Regions from separate parts of the Danio rerio genome. Here region 1 is linked to region 2. The links are chromatin contacts, called in public Micro-C maps. All regions are on one chromosome and are shown on one strand. The core of a region is the stretch at or near the end of the contact, and the rest is flanking DNA. Distances in the headings are between cores, read along the strand shown. Region 1 holds the start of zdhhc13 (zDHHC palmitoyltransferase 13). Region 2 holds the start of mpped2a (metallophosphoesterase domain containing 2a).

Region 1 (3,198 bases), core at 204-2,703, 170 kb before region 2:
GGCTTTCACATTTTTTAAACAAGGTAAACTATTTGGTACCAATTTTTTTTGGTTACACCACATTGACATTCTTGCAATAATCCCCTAAAAATTTTCTTAAAATGGATTAAAACCAAAAAATTAAACTTGGTCCTCAAAATAGAGAATGTATGCAAGTAATTTGCTTATTTATTTTGAAACTGTAACCTACTTGAATTTATTTAAAAGACATGGACACAAAAAAATGAGCGTCACGTCATTGACCCATATACATATATACATATATACATATATATATATATATATATATATATATATATATACATATATATATATATATATATATATATATATATATATATATATATATATATACATATACATATATATATATATATATATATATATATATATATATATATATATATATATATATATATATGGTTTTTTTTCCTGCTGGAGATATTGTTGTCCTAAAAAAACAACCACAAAAAAATGTAAATAAAAAAAACTTACACATACCTAAGGAACCTTTTTCAAACCGTGGTATACCTTGAAAACGGTTATCGTCCCATGCCTAATCTCATTACATTACTTTTAAAACTGTAACACCTAATGCACATTTGTAAATTAAAACAATTTTTAGTAAACATAAACTAGTATGGTAAGCACTTGTCGGAAATATTTTTGTTGCATCAAAAAGTGGGCTAATGACAACCATCCAACAAGCTAAATTTAGTGCTTAAAAGGTCACTAAAATGCAGCATTTGAACCTCATAATTAGATTGTAACTTAGACCTCATAATTATTAATAGAAAATGAGGCGAATGACTGCGAAAAGGTCCACTTTTTGAGAAAAAAAAGAACCACCCATTTTAATAGACTGGCTATGGGCATACAGAAGTAACGTTACATTCAAGTGTGTTCAACTCATAAACTATCAAACCTGAGGACAGAATATGATAAGGCTAGTCATGTGGTTTCAACATGGCTGTGTCCATAAGAGAGTAAAATTAAATATTTTCAAGACTAGCAGGTAACAGGCTTTATGTCAGATAGGTATTTTAATTACAATTAAGTTACGTGTTTGTCTTGGAGTATGACACTTTAAATTTAGCAATTATTAATTTGAGAGCACAATTGTCAGAAATATAATTTAGTGTATGCTTCAGGTAAACAAATTGTTTGTTCTAGTGATGGTTTAAACTCTGAATCGTCCAGTGATCTAAAAACAGGATTTAGACCCCCATTAATAAACGTAACGTTACACACAGGTGATCAGTTAGCAATAGATGCTAAGTTAGCTTAACCGGTCTTATAAATCCATTAAAAGACAAAACAAAAGAGCACATAAATGATTTTCCCCCTTACTCCGTCTCCTTCTGACCAGTCCATCACTTCTGTACGAGGTTATCCGTGATTTACCATCAAGATTTACTCTGACAGAAACTGAAGTCGGGTGTGCGGTCGGTGCATCTTCCACTTCCTGGATACGAGTGACAAAAAAGTCTGCGTTCTGATTGGCCGCTTCGTCTCAGTGACGCTGAGGGTTACCTTATTTGCATTTCCTGACATACTTGCACTCAAGCGCGAATGCTAATGATAATCTGCATTTATTTATGATTTATGTCCAGATGATTAATTTATTCTAGATTTTCGGTTTCACATACACATGAACATTCATGAGATTTCATGAGATTTCCTGATTTCCTGGAGCTAAGGATTTTAGCACACGCTTCTTCTAACCAGACATACTGGGAATATTTCTAAAAATTTCTTCCATAGTATTTGTGTTTCCTACTATGAATGTTAATGGGCAATAATTGTTTAGCTTTCTTTAGAATATCTGCGTTTTTTTATTTGTGTTCAATAGAAAAATAAAACAGAAAGGTTGAATCCAATGGAGGGGGAATAAACAGTGTGCACGTTTTTATTTTGGTGTAAACTATATGAATAAAAAGCCAATATTTCAAATTAAATGAATAATACACCCAAAAACTCTAATAACCTCATTTTTTCTTTCTCACATGGTTTTAAACTTCTATACGTTTCATTTTTCTGTTGATCTTAAAAGAAGATTGTTTGAAGAATGCTGATACCCATCAACTTCCACTGTAGGTCAAAAAGGTTACGATGGAAGTCACTAAGAAAAACTAAAATAATAACGATAATCTGCATTTATTTTAGCACACGATTCAAGCCAGATATTGTAGGAATATTTCTAAATATTTTTCCATAGTAATTGTTTTTCATACTATGAATGTTAATGGTTAATATATTAATAGGTTTTAAAACAATGGAGGGTGATTAAACAGTGTGTACATTTCTGTTTTTGTGAAAACTATATCAATTTAAAACTAATATTTCAAATTAAATGGATAATACACCCATTCATTTATTCTTCCTCACATTTTAAACTTCTATGAGTTTCTTTCTTCTGTTGATCACAAAAGAAGATATTTTGAAGAATGCTGATACCCATCGACTTACAATTGTAGGACAAAAAAAGTTACTATGGAAGTCACTGAAAAAATAATTGAATAATAAAGATAATTTGCATTTATTTTAGCACACGCTTCTTCTAGTCAGATATATTGGGAATATTTGTTTCATAGTATTTGTTTTCCTACTATGGATGTTAATGATTAATAAATAAAACTAAAAGGTTTGAATCCAATTGAGGGTGATTCAGTAGTGTGTACATTTATTTTTTATTTTTTTGGTTGAAACTATAGAAATAATAAACTAATATTTCAAATTAAATGGATAGTACACCCAAAAAAAATGTTTATTCTTCCTCACATGGTTTTAAACTTCTATAAGTTTCATTTTTCTGCTGATCTTAAAAGAAGATAATTTGAAGAATGCTGATACCCACCGACTGCCATTGTAGGACAAAAAAGTTACTATGGAAGTCACTGAGAAAAACTAAAGTAATAACGATAATCTGCATTTATATGAGCACACGCTTCAAGCCAGATATAATGGGAATACTTCTAAATATTTGTTCCATAGTAATTGTTTTCCTTACTATGAATGTTAATGGTTAATAGATTAAAATGCTTGAATCCAATGGAGGGTGATTAAACAGTGTGTACATTTTAGTTTTTGTGTAAACTATATAAATTAAAAACTAAGATTTCAAATTAAATGGATAATACACCCATAATTCATTTATTCTCCCTCACATGGTTTTAAACGGTTTGATTCATCTGTTGA
Region 2 (3,139 bases), core at 330-2,829:
TACTTTTACTTAATGCATCTCCCAGGTTTACTAAGTTTTTGTTATTTCACGTCAAACTAATTAATGTAATTTTCAAATTCCTCAACAAACAATAAACTAGTTTAGTTTAATATAAATAGACAAAATGCTCATTTTTTTGTTGTTGCACAAAACAATATTCATTACTCCTCGTATTCTGCACGAAAAGAAAATCGCTTTCCTCACCTCAGCTAGCTAGCACCCACTAGCTTTAGCTGCGTAAAAAACCTGCCGTTCCGTTTAATATCTAACATCCATAAACCCGCGTGATATTTATTTGCGCTCAACTCCGCTGCTTCCGCCTGAACAATGCGAGGGAAGAACGATCAAAAAATAAAGCCTGGAAATCACGTTTCAAGAGGGCACTCACACACTCTTCCGAGAGAACGCACAAGAGATCAAGTTCAACCTCCATCACCTCAAAATCGCCGACATGTCGTTTTAAAACCAGGCAAAAAAGTAGCGCGTAAATGTCTAGCGCGCACGCCGCGGAGGGTGATCGTTCCCCGGGTGAGTGGCCGCGCTGACACCGCCGCTCAATGACAAGCCACCTCTAACCCTTTTGTGTCTTATTTTTTTCTCCCCTTTCGCTCCCTGTCTAAGCCTACATTTCCAAACGCACAAGAAGAGGTCGAAAAGCCCCCTCTTTTTCCTCTCGCCCACCTCTAAAGATGTTGCTCCATACACGCCGGGGAATGCAGATGTCGGTAGCCGAAGAGGTGGCACTCGGAGCCGGGCAGGGGCAGGACCCTCGACCCTGGGAGACCCTCCGGCGAGCTGGCGGGAAGAGCAGCGCTGGCAGGCGGCGAATCTCGCACTGACTGGCGGAGAGGGGGAGTGAGTCTAGACCGCAGTCGAGGAAGAAAGGACTGCCACTGGGGTCAGAGAGCAGCGACGAGAGCATAGCCTCCGTACTAGCATGGCGGAGCGAGTATGTATGTGCGTGTGTATGAATGTGTGTGTGTGTGTTACTCCTCCCCTCCCAAAGAAGAGTCTGCCATGATATGCGTTCACACGTGGAGAGAAGAGATCCTCTTTTCTAATGCTTATTCTCCACTCTTTTTTCTTTGTTTTTGGGTGTTGCATTGATTTAATAATCAGACATGCGAGTGTCTCTGTTTTAGGGAGGCTTCAAGATTTGGTTGGTCTTTGTCAAAAATCAAGTGCATGTTTGCAAAGTTTTCTGATTGAATAGGTCTTGTTTTCATACACTGGGTGAAGTCAGGTCAAATGGGCCACTTTTTGGGGGAATTGAATACAGAGTGGATTTCTAGTTTTTTGAGTGTTCAGTGAAGTCTAAGATTATTTTAGGTTGAAAGTATGCAACAAAAAAAAAAAGCTGAAGAGGTATTTCACTACTCATATGTTGGTGATAAAAATGAGCTTGAGAATCTGCTGAAAGAAAAGTGTGAATCGAATGCTCTTTTCATTTGATTTAGTTTATGCTGTGACTGTACAGGAAATGTTTGTGCATGCCAAGTAATCAGACTAAAAATGTTGAGTTTAGACCTATGGTTTAGACTTACTCAACTATTTTAAATTAAATTGTTTCACATGATTTTAATTATTATTTTGATTTTGATCAAATAAATGCAGCTTGGTGAGCATAATACATTTATTTAAAAATAATTAATTATTTAATAAAACAAAGTAAATTTTAAAATGTATTCAGATAGAAAACATATTTTTAATTATAATATTTTACAAGATTTTATTTTTGATCTAATAAATGCAACTTAGTGAGCATAAGACACTTAATAATAATAATAATAATTAATTAAAAATAATGAAACTGTAGTATGCATGTGTGCGTACTCCTCCCCTCCCAAAGAAGAGTGTGTCATGATTCACTCATGGAGAGAAGAGATCCTCTTTGCTAATGCTTATTCTCCAGACTTTTTTCCTAGCAGTGTTCTTTGTTTTTGGGTGTTGCACTGATTTAATAATCAGACCTGCGAGTGTCTCGAGGAAGTGATCGTTTTGAAGGAGGCTTCATGATTTTGTTGCTCTTTTCAAAAATCAAGTGCATGTTTGCAAAGTTTTCTGTGTTAAGATTTAGTGAATAGGTCTTGCTTTCATACACTGGGTGAAGTCAGGTCAAATGGGCCACTTTTGTGGTAAATTGGATTTCTACATAGTTTATTGAGTGTTCATTGAGGTCTGGGTTCATTTTTGGTTGAAAATATGTAACAAAAAAGCTCAAGAGGTATTTCAGTAGTATGTTGGTGATAAAATGAGCTTGAGAATCTGCTGAAAGAAAAGTGTGAATCGAATGCTCTTTTCATTTGATTTAGTTTATGCCGTGACTTTACAGGAAATGTTTGTGCATGCCAAGTAATCAGATTAAAAATGTTGAGTTTAGACCTATGGTTCAGACTGACTCAAATATTTTAAATTAAATTGTTTCACATGATTTTAATTATTATTTTGATTTTGATCAAATATAAGACATTCATTTAAAAATAATTAATTATTTAATAAAACAAAGTAAATTTTAAAATGTATTCAGACAGAAAACATATTTTTAATTATAATATTTCACAAGATTTTATTTTTGATCTAATAAATGCAACTTAGTAAGCATAAGACACTTAATAATAATAATAATAATAATTAATGAATTAAAAATAATGAAACTGTAGTATGCATGTGTGCGTACTCCTCCCCTCCCAAAGAAGAGTGTGTCATGATTCACACATGGAGAGATGAGATCCTCTTTTCTAATCAGATTAAAAATGTTGAGTTCAGACCTATGGTTCAGACTGACTCAAATATTTTAAATTAAAATCTTTCACAAGATTTTGATTATTATCTAAATTTTGATTAAATAAATGCAGCTTGGTGAGCACAAGATATTTATTTAAGAATAAGAATTATTTAATAAAACAAAGTAAACAATTATATAACAAATGTATTTAAATAGAAAGCAAATAGTTTTCATGTTATTATTTCTCAAGATTTTATTTTTGATTAATAAATGCAACTTGATGAGCATAAGACACTTATTATTGATAACAAAAAATGAATAAATTTTTTTTAAATACTAATGTAACAACAATATGTGTGTGAATGTGTGTTAGTCCTCCTCTCCCAAGGAAGAGTCTGCCATAAAATGCGTTCC

Evidence for each region. Hi-C and Micro-C count contacts between places; a contact is called where the count stands out from the background.
Region 1: a Micro-C map of caudal fin shows a contact between it and region 2, with 6 times the contacts expected there. The contact joins the promoter of zdhhc13 here to the promoter of mpped2a in region 2. A contact is called at or near these places in 2 of 18 Hi-C or Micro-C datasets (caudal fin and an unstated tissue) and 1 of 4 datasets of contacts at active chromatin or transcription factors (caudal fin).

What each region holds. Positions count from the first base shown.
Region 1 is chr7:16,513,038-16,516,235 of GRCz12tu, reverse strand. It overlaps zdhhc13 (zDHHC palmitoyltransferase 13), which reads right to left and starts at 1,453. Exons shown (of 17, transcript NM_001008650.3): 1 at 1,351-1,453. The coding sequence starts at 1,374. The region is part of intron 2 of LOC141375331 (a long non-coding RNA gene); the gene reads left to right.
Region 2 is chr7:16,345,781-16,348,919 of GRCz12tu, reverse strand. mpped2a (metallophosphoesterase domain containing 2a) reads right to left here and starts at 1,579. Exons shown (of 7, transcript NM_001017735.2): 1 at 682-1,579. LOC137496159 (a long non-coding RNA gene) reads left to right here and starts at 319. Exons shown (of 2, transcript XR_011016263.2): 1 at 319-528; 2 at 622-3,139.